Linked DNA regions of Sus scrofa: region 1 is linked to region 2. A link is a contact called in public HiChIP or PLAC-seq data. All regions are on one chromosome and are shown on one strand. Each heading gives the region's core, a stretch centred on a gene start, on an enhancer-like site or on the middle of the called end of the contact. The rest is flanking DNA. Distances are from core to core; before and after follow the strand shown. Region 1 has its middle 31 kb from the start of ANXA11. Region 2 overlaps ZCCHC24 (zinc finger CCHC domain-containing protein 24).

Evidence for each region. HiChIP or PLAC-seq counts read pairs in DNA pulled down with a chosen protein or histone mark.
Region 1: an H3K27ac HiChIP or PLAC-seq map of skeletal muscle shows a contact between it and region 2. The contact joins two enhancer-like sites. A contact is called at or near these places in 1 of 5 promoter capture datasets (liver), 20 of 47 Hi-C or Micro-C datasets (alveolar macrophages, blood, embryonic fibroblasts and 9 more) and 2 of 2 datasets of contacts at active chromatin or transcription factors (alveolar macrophages and skeletal muscle).

The regions. Positions count from the first base shown.
Region 1 is chr14:81,801,603-81,806,697 of Sscrofa11.1, forward strand. No RefSeq gene overlaps it. Among named protein-coding and RNA genes, the nearest start is that of ANXA11, 31 kb to the right of the region's middle. Within about 2 kb of position 2,204, at least 4 of the 83 cell types and tissues checked have an H3K27ac peak or open chromatin away from gene starts, as enhancers often do. A contact at or near this core is called in skeletal muscle, where this site is marked.
Region 2 is chr14:81,721,615-81,726,925 of Sscrofa11.1, forward strand. The region is part of intron 2 of ZCCHC24 (zinc finger CCHC domain-containing protein 24); the gene reads right to left. Among named protein-coding and RNA genes, the nearest start is that of ZCCHC24, 40 kb to the right of the region's middle. Within about 2 kb of position 3,032, at least 38 of the 83 cell types and tissues checked have an H3K27ac peak or open chromatin away from gene starts, as enhancers often do. A contact at or near this core is called in skeletal muscle, where this site is marked.

The DNA.
Region 1 (5,095 bases), core at 954-3,453, 79 kb after region 2:
TGTCGCATATGGAAGTTCCCAGGCTAGGGGTCAAATCAGAGCTACAGCTGCTGGCCTACGCCACAGCCACAGCAATGCAGGATCCCAGCAGCATCTGCCACCTACACCACAGCTCATGGCAATGCCAGATCCTTAACCCACTGAGTGAGGTCAGGGGTCAAACTTGCGTCCTCACAGGTCCTAGTCGGGTTCGTTGCCACTGAGCCATGATGGGAACTCCCTGGCTGGTGATTTAGGAAGTGGGTGATTTGAGGGCTGAATCTGCTGCACCCAGCTGGGTACCCACAGTACAGATTCCTTTTCATACTAGGAGTGATTCTGGGTGAGCATATGGGTGCTGTTCCTATGTGACCTTGAAACATAAGCTGGCTTCCACTCTGGTGGAAGGGAAGCCCGTCCCCCTGGGTGTGTTGAAGGGCTATGTACAAGGTCCCCCAGCAGTCTCCCAAGATGTTTTAAGGGTAATTTTTTTTTCTTTTTTAGTGGCCCCACCTGCGGCATGTGAACATTCTTAGGCTAGGGGTCTAATCAGAGCTGCAGCTGCCAGCCACAGGCATAGCCACAGTAACACCAGACCAGAGCTGCATCTGTGACCTATGCTGCAGCTCACAGCAATGCCAGATCCTTAACCCACTGAATGAGGCCAGGGATACTAGTCGGGTTTTTACCGCTGGGCCACAGTGCTAACTCCATTATTGGCTTTCTTATTTTACCAAGGTCAAAGCTTAGAAGGAAGAGTCCAGTCTTGATCTTAGACCCTTACCCCAGGAGAACCAGGCCATGCTCAAAGGTTGGGACAGTCTCAGCCATGATCCAGGTTAAAGGCTGAGGGGTGCAGGCTGGAGGCTGTAGTCCTAAGACCCCCAAGAGGCAGGCCTGTTCCCACAGGGCCCTGTGCATGGCAGAAAGCTGGGAGTAGGGCAGAGGGGAAACTTGTACTGAGGTGTCTGAGGAGGTTTGGGGTGGTAGGCCTGCCATGGCAGTGCAAGGGGCTGGGCTGAGAACTAGCTGCCAGCAGCAGGGCTGCAGTGTAAGGGCAGTGGGCATCTCACAGCTTCTCTCTCTAGTGGGGAGAAAGTTCCCACCTCCCAGTTTGTGAATGCTCAGTGGGAGGTGGCATGCAGTAGGTGCCAGCTAACTGGGGACAGATGCATCAAGCTTACTGGATCTCCAGGACGCTTCTGCCTGCAGTCAGGGCTGGCCTGAAAGTGAAGGGTGGAACCTCTGGTGACAGTAGATGAGGAGGTGCCGGTGGGCCCATGGCTGGGATCTGGAGGCAGCAGAGGCTGGGGACAGAAGGAAGGTTCATCTTGGGTCTAATGCATTCATCATCTCAATATTTTTTTAAGGCCGTACCCATAGCATATGGAGGTTTCCAGACTAGGGGTTAAATTGGAACTACAGCTGCCAGCCTACACCACAGCCACGGCAACACCAGATCCAAGCCATGTCTACGACTTATACCACTTCTCATGGCAATGGCGGGTCCTTAACCCACTGAGCGAGGCCAGGGACTGAACCTGCAACCTCATGGTGCCTAGTCAGATTCGTTTCTGCCGCACCACAATGGGAACTCCCAATTTTTTTTAATCGAAGTAAAATTCATCTAACATAAAACTCACCACTTTAGGGCGGTAATTTAATGGCATTCGGTACATTCACAATATTGTGCAACCACCACCTTTATCAAGTTCCCAAATATTTTCATCATCCTGAAGGAGACCCCTTATTCATCAAACCCTTGCTCCCCAGTCTCCGCTCCACCACCACCAGATCTGTTTTCTGTCTCTTGGATTTTCCTGTTCTAGATGTTTCAGATACGCAGATTCAAACAACATGTGAATTTTGTGACTGGCTTCTTTCGCTCGGCATAAGGTTTCCAAGGCTCATCAGTGGTGTTGCATGACTCAAGAGTCCCCTCTTCATTTCTAGGACTGCACAACATCCTATTGGATGGATATACCACATCTTGTTTAATGCATTCCTCCCTTGCTGGACGTTTGGGTTGTTTCCACCACTGGCCCTGTTTGGAAGTGAAAGTCATTGAGAGCCTGAGCTCCTGCCATCATCACTCAAACCTTGAGGTGAGTAAAGCCCCAACCAGAGTCCCCCCATGAAGAGTCAGTCCTTTCCTGTCCAGGCAGCTGCCACAGTGGCCACGGTGGCATGCTGGAGCGGCTGCTGGGCAGTGCGCCCTGGAGAGCAGCTGAGCTGCTCGAGCTTTACTCAGATCCCCTGGCCCAGGGCAGAGGGACAGGGGATGGGAAGAGAAGGGAAAGGTGGAAGGAAAGGAAGGACGAGAATGAGCTTCCATGGAAGCCTCTGGAAGTGCCTGGCCGGTAAGTGGAGCCATGGCGTACAAAGCCTAGTTGTGTCTGAGTCTCACTAGAGCCCACCTGAGCACCATCAACTGGACAGGTCTTGTCCAGGTTGGGAAACTGAGCCCTGGGGAGTAGTGCTGGCCTGACCAATCGGGAGCCCCACCAGAACTCAAACCTGGATGTTCTGATTCCCAGCCTAGACGAGTTCTGCCTTCCTGACATTGGCACGGGGCCTGGCACAGCTTGAAGGGGCTGCCCCACCCCTCCTGGGGGCCTGGACCATGTGAGCAGGTCTGTCTCCTTCTATTACACCACAGGGGATGACAGAAGCCCCAGATTCCAGCCGCCCTCCTGCCAGCCCCTCCTACACTGGCAGCGTCCCTCTCCCACCTGTAAAATGGAAACTTTAGTTCCCTGGCAGGTGGTGGTGGGTCCCAAATGAGCTCATGCCTGCAAAAGGGATGTGCAGGCCATAAAGCCTTGCATGGGCTGTTTTGGTTCACTGTGACCCCTGCAGGTGAGATCCGGCCATGCTGTCCCCCTGGAGGAAGGACTGTCCCAGGAGAGTGATTACCTCCCCTGGCTCTGGGCCTGGTTTCAGACCCTGGGGGCCAGTAACACACTTGCCTCAAACCCAGCCCCCAGCCCCCAGCCCCAGCCCTGAGGAAAGAACAGCACCTGATCTGCATTAATCGCCACTCCCCACTCCATGCCAGACTTGGGCTAAATTAAGTGCATCCCTGGCCAGCAGTTCCGTCCCCAGAAACTGAACACATTCTTCTTCCAGGCTCCCTCCCAGCCACAGCTGTGCCTTCCCATCAGGCTGGTGACTGGAAAGCTGACAGGCCTCTCGCTGTCCCCAGCTGTACGGGGAGGGGATACTCCCCCTCACCCATCACTGTGGGCCTGGCCCAGGTGGGATGTTGGTATTAAGTCCCTCCCTCCTTCCCTCTCTTCCTTCCACATGTATTTTGGAGCCCCTTCTAAATGGCCTTCGTCCTCTCCTCTAAACACATGCAAGACAACACCGCCTCCCTGCCCTCATGGAGCCTCCAATCTAGTGGGGAGACAAAGAAGAAACCTAGCAAGTCAATTACAATGTTAGAAGGTGAAAAGTGCTATTTTTAAAAAGAAAGAGAAACGAGAGCACCATGAGGGGTCCGGGTTTGGGCTGGGTGAGGGTGAGGGGTGTATTGTGGTCTAAAAGAAGGAGGTAGGACTGGCCTCGCTGAGAGGATGACAGCTGAGGCCACCATCCTCCCTCACTGAAGGATTTATGTTTGCAGAGCTCGGGCGGCAGACCCTGGTTTTGACTATTTTCAGGAGTGAGGAGGGCAGAGGTGACGTGGCTATTCTGTCCGGCTTGGGAATGGCTTCTCCCATCCTGGGCAGGGAGGGGCTCTCCTGTGAGTGGAGGTCGCAAGGGAGCAGGGCAGCTGGCCTGGCCCAGAGGGGACCTGCCGTTGGGGACAGAGCCAGTGTGAAAGCTCGGTCTGTGCCAAGCATGTGGACCTGTTTAGGGCAGGAGAAGCCTCAGCTGACACAGTGCAACAGGCCTCAGGTGGGCAGGCCAACCGGCTAAGCAGTGACATCGGGGTGGGGTGGGTGACTAGGGGTTGTGAGGCCTGACACGTGTGCTACGAAGGCCTGAGCACCCTGTGGCAGCTCCCTCTACGCCAGAACGGCCCAACCTCCACACTACTGATCACATGCGTGTGCGCGCGCACGCGCACACACACACACACACACACACACACACACACACCCCTCCACACAGGCATACCTCATATATCCACCCACTACACAACACACCTGCCATACACACCCACACTTTGTGGTCAAGTATGGCCTGACACATCTAGACAAGCTCGCTGAAACCATCACTGTCACTTGTGGAGGTGGGACACTGGTGACGTCTCCCCTGACAACCACTTTATCTCTGTTCCAGGGCAAGGAAAAGAGAGGCTATCAGAATTTTCCCAGACTTCATAAAATGTCTGCTCAGAAAGGGGAGTTTTTCTTTGACCAGGTAGAGCTCTCTGGGACAAGGGGAAGATCTGGCTTAAATACCAGAAACTGGGTTTTGCTCCTGGCCTGACTGGCTCCCAGGTACATGTATCACTAGGTAAGTTAATTTTACTCCTGTAAACCTCAGTTTCTTTTTTTTTTTTTTTTTCTTTTTGCTATTTCTTTGGGCCGCTCCCACGGCATATGGAGGTTCCAGGCTAGGGGTCGAATCGGAGCTGTAGCCACCGGCCTACGCCAGAGCCACAGCAACGCGGGATCCGAGCCGCGTCTGCAACCTACACCACAGCTCAGGGCAACGCCGGATCATTAACCCACTGAGCAAGGACAGGGACCGAACCCGCAACCTCATGGCTCCTGGTCGGATTCGTTAACCACTGTGCCACAACGGGAACTCCGTTTTTTTTTTCCCCTCAGTTTCTTCATCTGCAAAATGGGAATGAAAATTGCTTTTTCCAAACTTCCAGATGGAGTGAAACTCTCTGAAATTGCTTTGTAACCTAAAGAAATACCAAGACACAATAGTGTTGTCAGAAGTTCATACCAACTGCATTTGCCTTGTTCCTGCCCCATCTCCCTGCCTCTTCTTGTGCTACATTCCCTGGGGGGCGGGGCGGGGTAGGAGCAGGTCCACTGCTGCTTCCAGTGGAGGCTTAATGCATTCTCACCGGAAGTGCGGTGGTGCTGCTTAATGGGCCATGACTTTTTCAACGGGGGACCAGCGGGAAGTGATTCTTGCCCCCAAGTGC
Region 2 (5,311 bases), core at 1,782-4,281:
AGGTTCTGTGGAACATTCCAGGAATATGGAAATAAACAAGACAGATGTGGAATACTCTCACAGTCTGGGGCCTTGCAAAGGGGTCAGCCCTGTGTGACCCTTTCACCAAGCATGGCCCACAGCAGTCACAGACACCCTAGGACATGCACTTCCTGGCTCCAACTCAAGTCACACTCGCACCTGCAGAAACACTCTTGCACCCACGTCCTCTGGCAGAGTTCACCCGGTCCTCCTAGGAGACAGGCATGGGGCCAATGCAGGATACAAGAAATGACCTCTAAAAGATGCCACAGCCCTACAAGATCAGCACTCTGAACCCTCCTGACAGATGAGAAAACTGAGGCTGGGGACAGGGGCAGCACGTACCCAAAGTCACAGAATTAGTAAGCAGTGGGGCCAGGATCTGAGCTTAAGCCTGCTCAGTGCTGGGACCCACACTGCTTGGCGGCGATGCTGCTTTAGGGGCCCTCCAAAGACCCCCACTCTCCCACTCTCACGTGGGCACACACGTGGCCCAGGGAGGCAGGCAGGAGAGCTGCCTCAGCCTCTGCAGCCTGGTCCAGGCAGCTGTGGGCTGAGGGCTCCGTGGAGGCCCCAGAGGAAGCAGGCGATCAGAGGGACAGGTGGGTTGGGCCCTGCGGCCAGCAGGCTGCTGGGAGGGAGGAAGGACGCTGCTAGACCCCCCCTGGGTTTCCTCCAGAGCCTCAAGGGCCCCCTTGTCTGAGCACAGGCGTCCTGGCTGCCTCCTCCAGCCCCCTCCCCTTTTCTGGGTTCCTGCCTCAGCCCAGCAGGAGCCCAGAAGGCCCAGCCTCCTCACCACCCCTCCCACCCCGTTCCCAGCCCAAAGCCACCGCAAAAATGTCATCCTGATTCCACAACACTAGGGTTTGTCAAAGTGCAGAAGAACAATGACGCTTTCACAGTGCCAGGAAAAGGTCTCAGGAAAACCCTGGGGAGGGGGCACGGAGTGGCGGTGTGGAGACAGGGAAAGGGCTGAGATGGAGGGGAGAAGACAAGGGGAGGCTGAGAGGCAGGGGCCAGAGGCAGAGCTCAGTCAGGAGTCAGGGGCAGGGAGGAGGGGGTGGGCTGAGAGCCAAGAGAGTGAGAAGACAGGGGTGGGGGTGGGGGGAGGGGTGATGAGTGACAGGCGAAAGGGGAGAGAAGAGGGGGAAACGAACCAAAAGGGAAGGAGAAAACAGACACAGGAGGGAGGTCCGACACAGCCAAGAAGCCCCTCCAGGACCCAGAGGCCCCTGGCACCCCATACACCTCCCCACCTCTGTGCCCCCAGGCAGAGCCCCCTCCTGGCCACAGGAACTCCTCTCTCCGAATCCCACCCCCAAGCCAGGCAATTGGAAGTGCTCTCAGGCAAAACTTTTTGGAAAGCAAAGACTTTTTAATCACATGAGCAGCCACTCCCTAAGTTATCTGTTTCCTGCTTCTGGCTTTCCTCCATTAGCAAACCGCACGGATCAGAGCTCAGGGGTGGGAGGGGAAGGGGGGCCAGTCCAAAGGGGGTGGAAAACATCCGAATCAGAGCGATTGCAAAAGCCCTAGGTTTTCCTCCTCTTCTATGACTGCAGAGGCAGCAGTGGCCATTCCCGCTGCCGCCGTAGAGGGTGGACGAGGTGGATGGAAGCTCTGCAACCACCCGGCCGTTGGCTGAAAGCTGGACACTGACCTCTCTGAAAACCATTTGTTCTCCAGAGCTGGTGCCCAGGTCCCTGTGCATCCCTGTTTGGGTGGCCCGTTTGCCTGACAAGCCCTTTCTTCTGACTGTGCCCCTCCCCGCCGCCGCAGACACAACCCTGGTCCAGCCAGGCAGAGTTGCCCTCAAGTACTTTAATGGCCACTTCAGGCTTGAAGGCTCCCGGGACCTGCAGGACGGAGGCAAAACACTGAAGGCTTTCAGGCCCTTCCACATCTGGCCCAGCTGAGCTTATCTTCCTAACTGCTACTCCCTCCTACCAAACTTCTACTCCAACAATGACCACAAAATCATTTCCTGCGAATGACAGGTCCCCCTCTGCCCGTCCCGCCCCCTTGCCTTTGCGCTTGCTGTTCCCTGCACCCCAAACATTTCTCCACCCAGTGAATGCCCCTGGTAGCCAAGGCCAAGCTCCAAGGTTAACCCCTCTGGCCGCCCGCATCCCAGACAGGGTTAACTCCTCGGGGTGCTCACCACACTCTGAGGCTTGAGCACTAGCTGACAGCCATCCCATTGCCTCCCCCGGAGAAGGCCCCGGCTCTCCAAACTCCCAGGGGACTTTGTGGTCTGCACCACTCGCTTGGCTGCGGGTCATGTCCCGCCCTGACCCAGCCTCTGGCATGCCAGGGATGATCCAGCATGCCAGAGGTTTCATCCTGAACTTAAAGGACTTCTGAATACTGCCGTTTCTTCCGTCTTGTTTCCCAGGAGTCTCTGAGTGTGCTGTGGCCATGCGGGGTCCTCCACGTCTCCCACTTCCCTCAGAACACCCTGAGTGGGGTTCAGGACACATCAGAAGCTGGAGGGGATGGCGGTGGAAGCAGTACCAGTGATGGGTGAGATGTGTGGGCTGAGGCCAAGGTCAGGCAGGCAGGAGGTGGCAAGGCTGGAGCTGGTCTGCTCCCAGGACGCCCCTTCCGGGCTGCGCAGAGCACTCTGGAGGGTCACCTCAGGTCCTGATTTCCCCAGAATGTCTGGTCCCTGGCTCTGCATCTGAGACCATTCCTGGTGAGGCCTGGCCAGACGTGACCTGGCTAGATGTGGCTGTAAGCAACCTAGCTCCACCTGGCTAGAGGGAGGCTCTGCACCAGTCCTGGGGGCAGGGCTGGGGCCAGGAAGGCGGTGGGTAGAGGTGGTGGCCTCAGCCTAAAGCGATGCTGTGAGTGTGAGGGTCACAGCCCTGGGAGGAGAGGACAGGGGAACTCAGCTCAAAATAGCGATGGGGGAAGGGTGCAGAGGGTGGCCAAGGGCCAGAAGAGAAATCTGATCTGCTCTGGCTGATGAAATGCTGAAGTCAGCAGTTTGGGGCCACTCTGGCAGGAGCCAAGGCTGGGGCTCCCACGGCTGCCTGGTGAGAGGCTGCAGGCCTGACTTGCAGCCTCTGCTCTGTGCTCACATCAATCGCTCCTTTCTCTGGCCCTCCATCTGCTCATCTGGCCACTGAGGGGTAGTGAGAGAAGCAAGCTGTCCACCTCTGAGAACTTTCATCAGGTGAGTGGTGGAGATTGAGACGCTCAGGAGTCGGCAACAACCACACTCAGGAACTGCCCATGGGGAGTGTCCACTGAGTGCCAGCGCTGGCCATGCACCTGACTTGTAGTTTCATGGTGACTCCGCTTCCAGATGAGGAAACAGAGGCCCAGAGAGGATAAGTCACCTGTCCAAGGTCACAAAGCAAGTAAGTGGCAGGCCTTCGACCCCAGTCTTTCTGGCTATCATCCAATTCCCTCATTGCCGAGTGAGGGCCTGAAGGCGGTGAAGGGGGTTCGAGGTCCTCTGTGGCAACTGCAATCAGGCAAAGCAGGGGTTAAGGGGGTCCTGGAGGCCAGCCCAGGCATCTGCCAGCTTTTACCATGGTTCCACGGTATTGGCTGGTGTTGAAAATCAGAAAATGGGCCCTGGGAAGGAGGGTGCCTGTGCAAGTAAATGCATGTGTGCTTGTGTGCGTGCATGCATACGTGTAGCTCTCATGGTCACTGCAGGGCAGCAGACCATGGCATAAGCCTACTCATCTTCCCCTTCAGGGTGGCAGAGGAAGAGCTGCCCTTATGTGACTTTTCTAGGGGGTCACGGGGCAGAAGCAAGTCATTTACCACCCGACAGCCCAGGCTGTAGCTGATCTTGCTTTTTCACTCAGGGGCAGGAAAAGTTTGCAAAACTGTCCCTTCATTGGTGTCTCCAAGATGGGCTCTGCAGGAGACAGGATGATGGAGCCAGGCTATAGAGCCTCAGATGGTCCATTCCTCTTCCTGGGCCACTGGTGCCCAGCTGTAACAGCCCCACAGTTCCTGCTGTGTGTGGCATCACCTCCGCCAGCCATTCCATCCTCACTACAACCCCTACAGATGAGGAGTCTGAGGCACAGAGAGGTTGGGAGATTTGCCTGAGGTCACACAGTCAGGAAGCGGCAGAGCTGGGATCCAAACCCAGGCCTGGCAGACTCCCACAGCACCACCTGCCTCCCATACAGTCTCCAGCTCTCGCCTTCTCTGGAGTCCTTGCACTTACCTGTGGGCAACCCCACATGATGATAAGCCTGCTCGTGCCCTGGGATGGGAGGAGTGGGAGTATGTTCTCATTACAGGAGGTGGGGTGGCTGCTGGTACTCGTTCTCACACCGCCTCTGCACACCAGCCCACTGAATGGCATATCTCGTATCTCAGCAAAATCCCATGGAAGCCATACTTCCTCCTGGAAGCTTTCCTTGACTGCTTCTGCCTGCAGAGACCACTCTGATCTCTGCTTCCTCTGCGGCTCATCTCATGCTATCTGTGCCCAGTCCCAGGCGGCATCAGGGCCCACTACACTCCTGTGAGGGGAAGCAATGCACACACACCCTGTGGCAGTGCACATAGCCCCTCTACCAGGGTTCTGAGCTGATGGGGTTCAAAGTGCTGACGGTGGTGTGAGCCAGGCAGGCCTGAGACCTGCCCGCACTGAGCGTCAGTCCTTGAAGCGCTCTGGGGTGGGAGCTGGGCTGACCAGGCTGTGCGCTGGCTCATTTAATCAGCACAGTAACCCCACCAGGAACAGGGCAGGAATATCCTTCCATTTTCCTTATCGGGAAAAGCCAAGGCTCATTTCCAAAGCCGAAGAGCTGCAAAGTCCACATTCCATCTTTCTGACTCCAAATGCCCAAGGTCTTAATTCTGGAGCACAGGTTGATACACTTGAGCTTGCATCAGAAACATCTGGGGGGCTTATTCTCAACAGACTGCTTGTGTCACCCCTAGAGTTTTGGAATCAATACAGGCCCCAGGGGGTAGGCCTGAGAATCTGCATCTCAGTTCCCAGACGATGCTGATGCTGCTGCTTCAGGAACCCACGTTAGGAACCGCTACTTTATTTATTTATCTATCTATTTATTTATTTATTTTGGCCACGCCCAAGGCATGTGGAAGTTCCCAGGCCAGCGGGCAAACTCGTGCCACAGCAGTGACAACACCAGATCCTTAACCCGCTGAGCCACTTGGGGACTCCAGGAACCACCACTTTAGATGATACTGATAACAGCCTGTTAGAGTAGGTGAGTCTATCAGATATTGTCTTTTCCACACTGCCCCCTCCTCACATGCCCATTCTACAGCTCAGGAAATGGAGGCA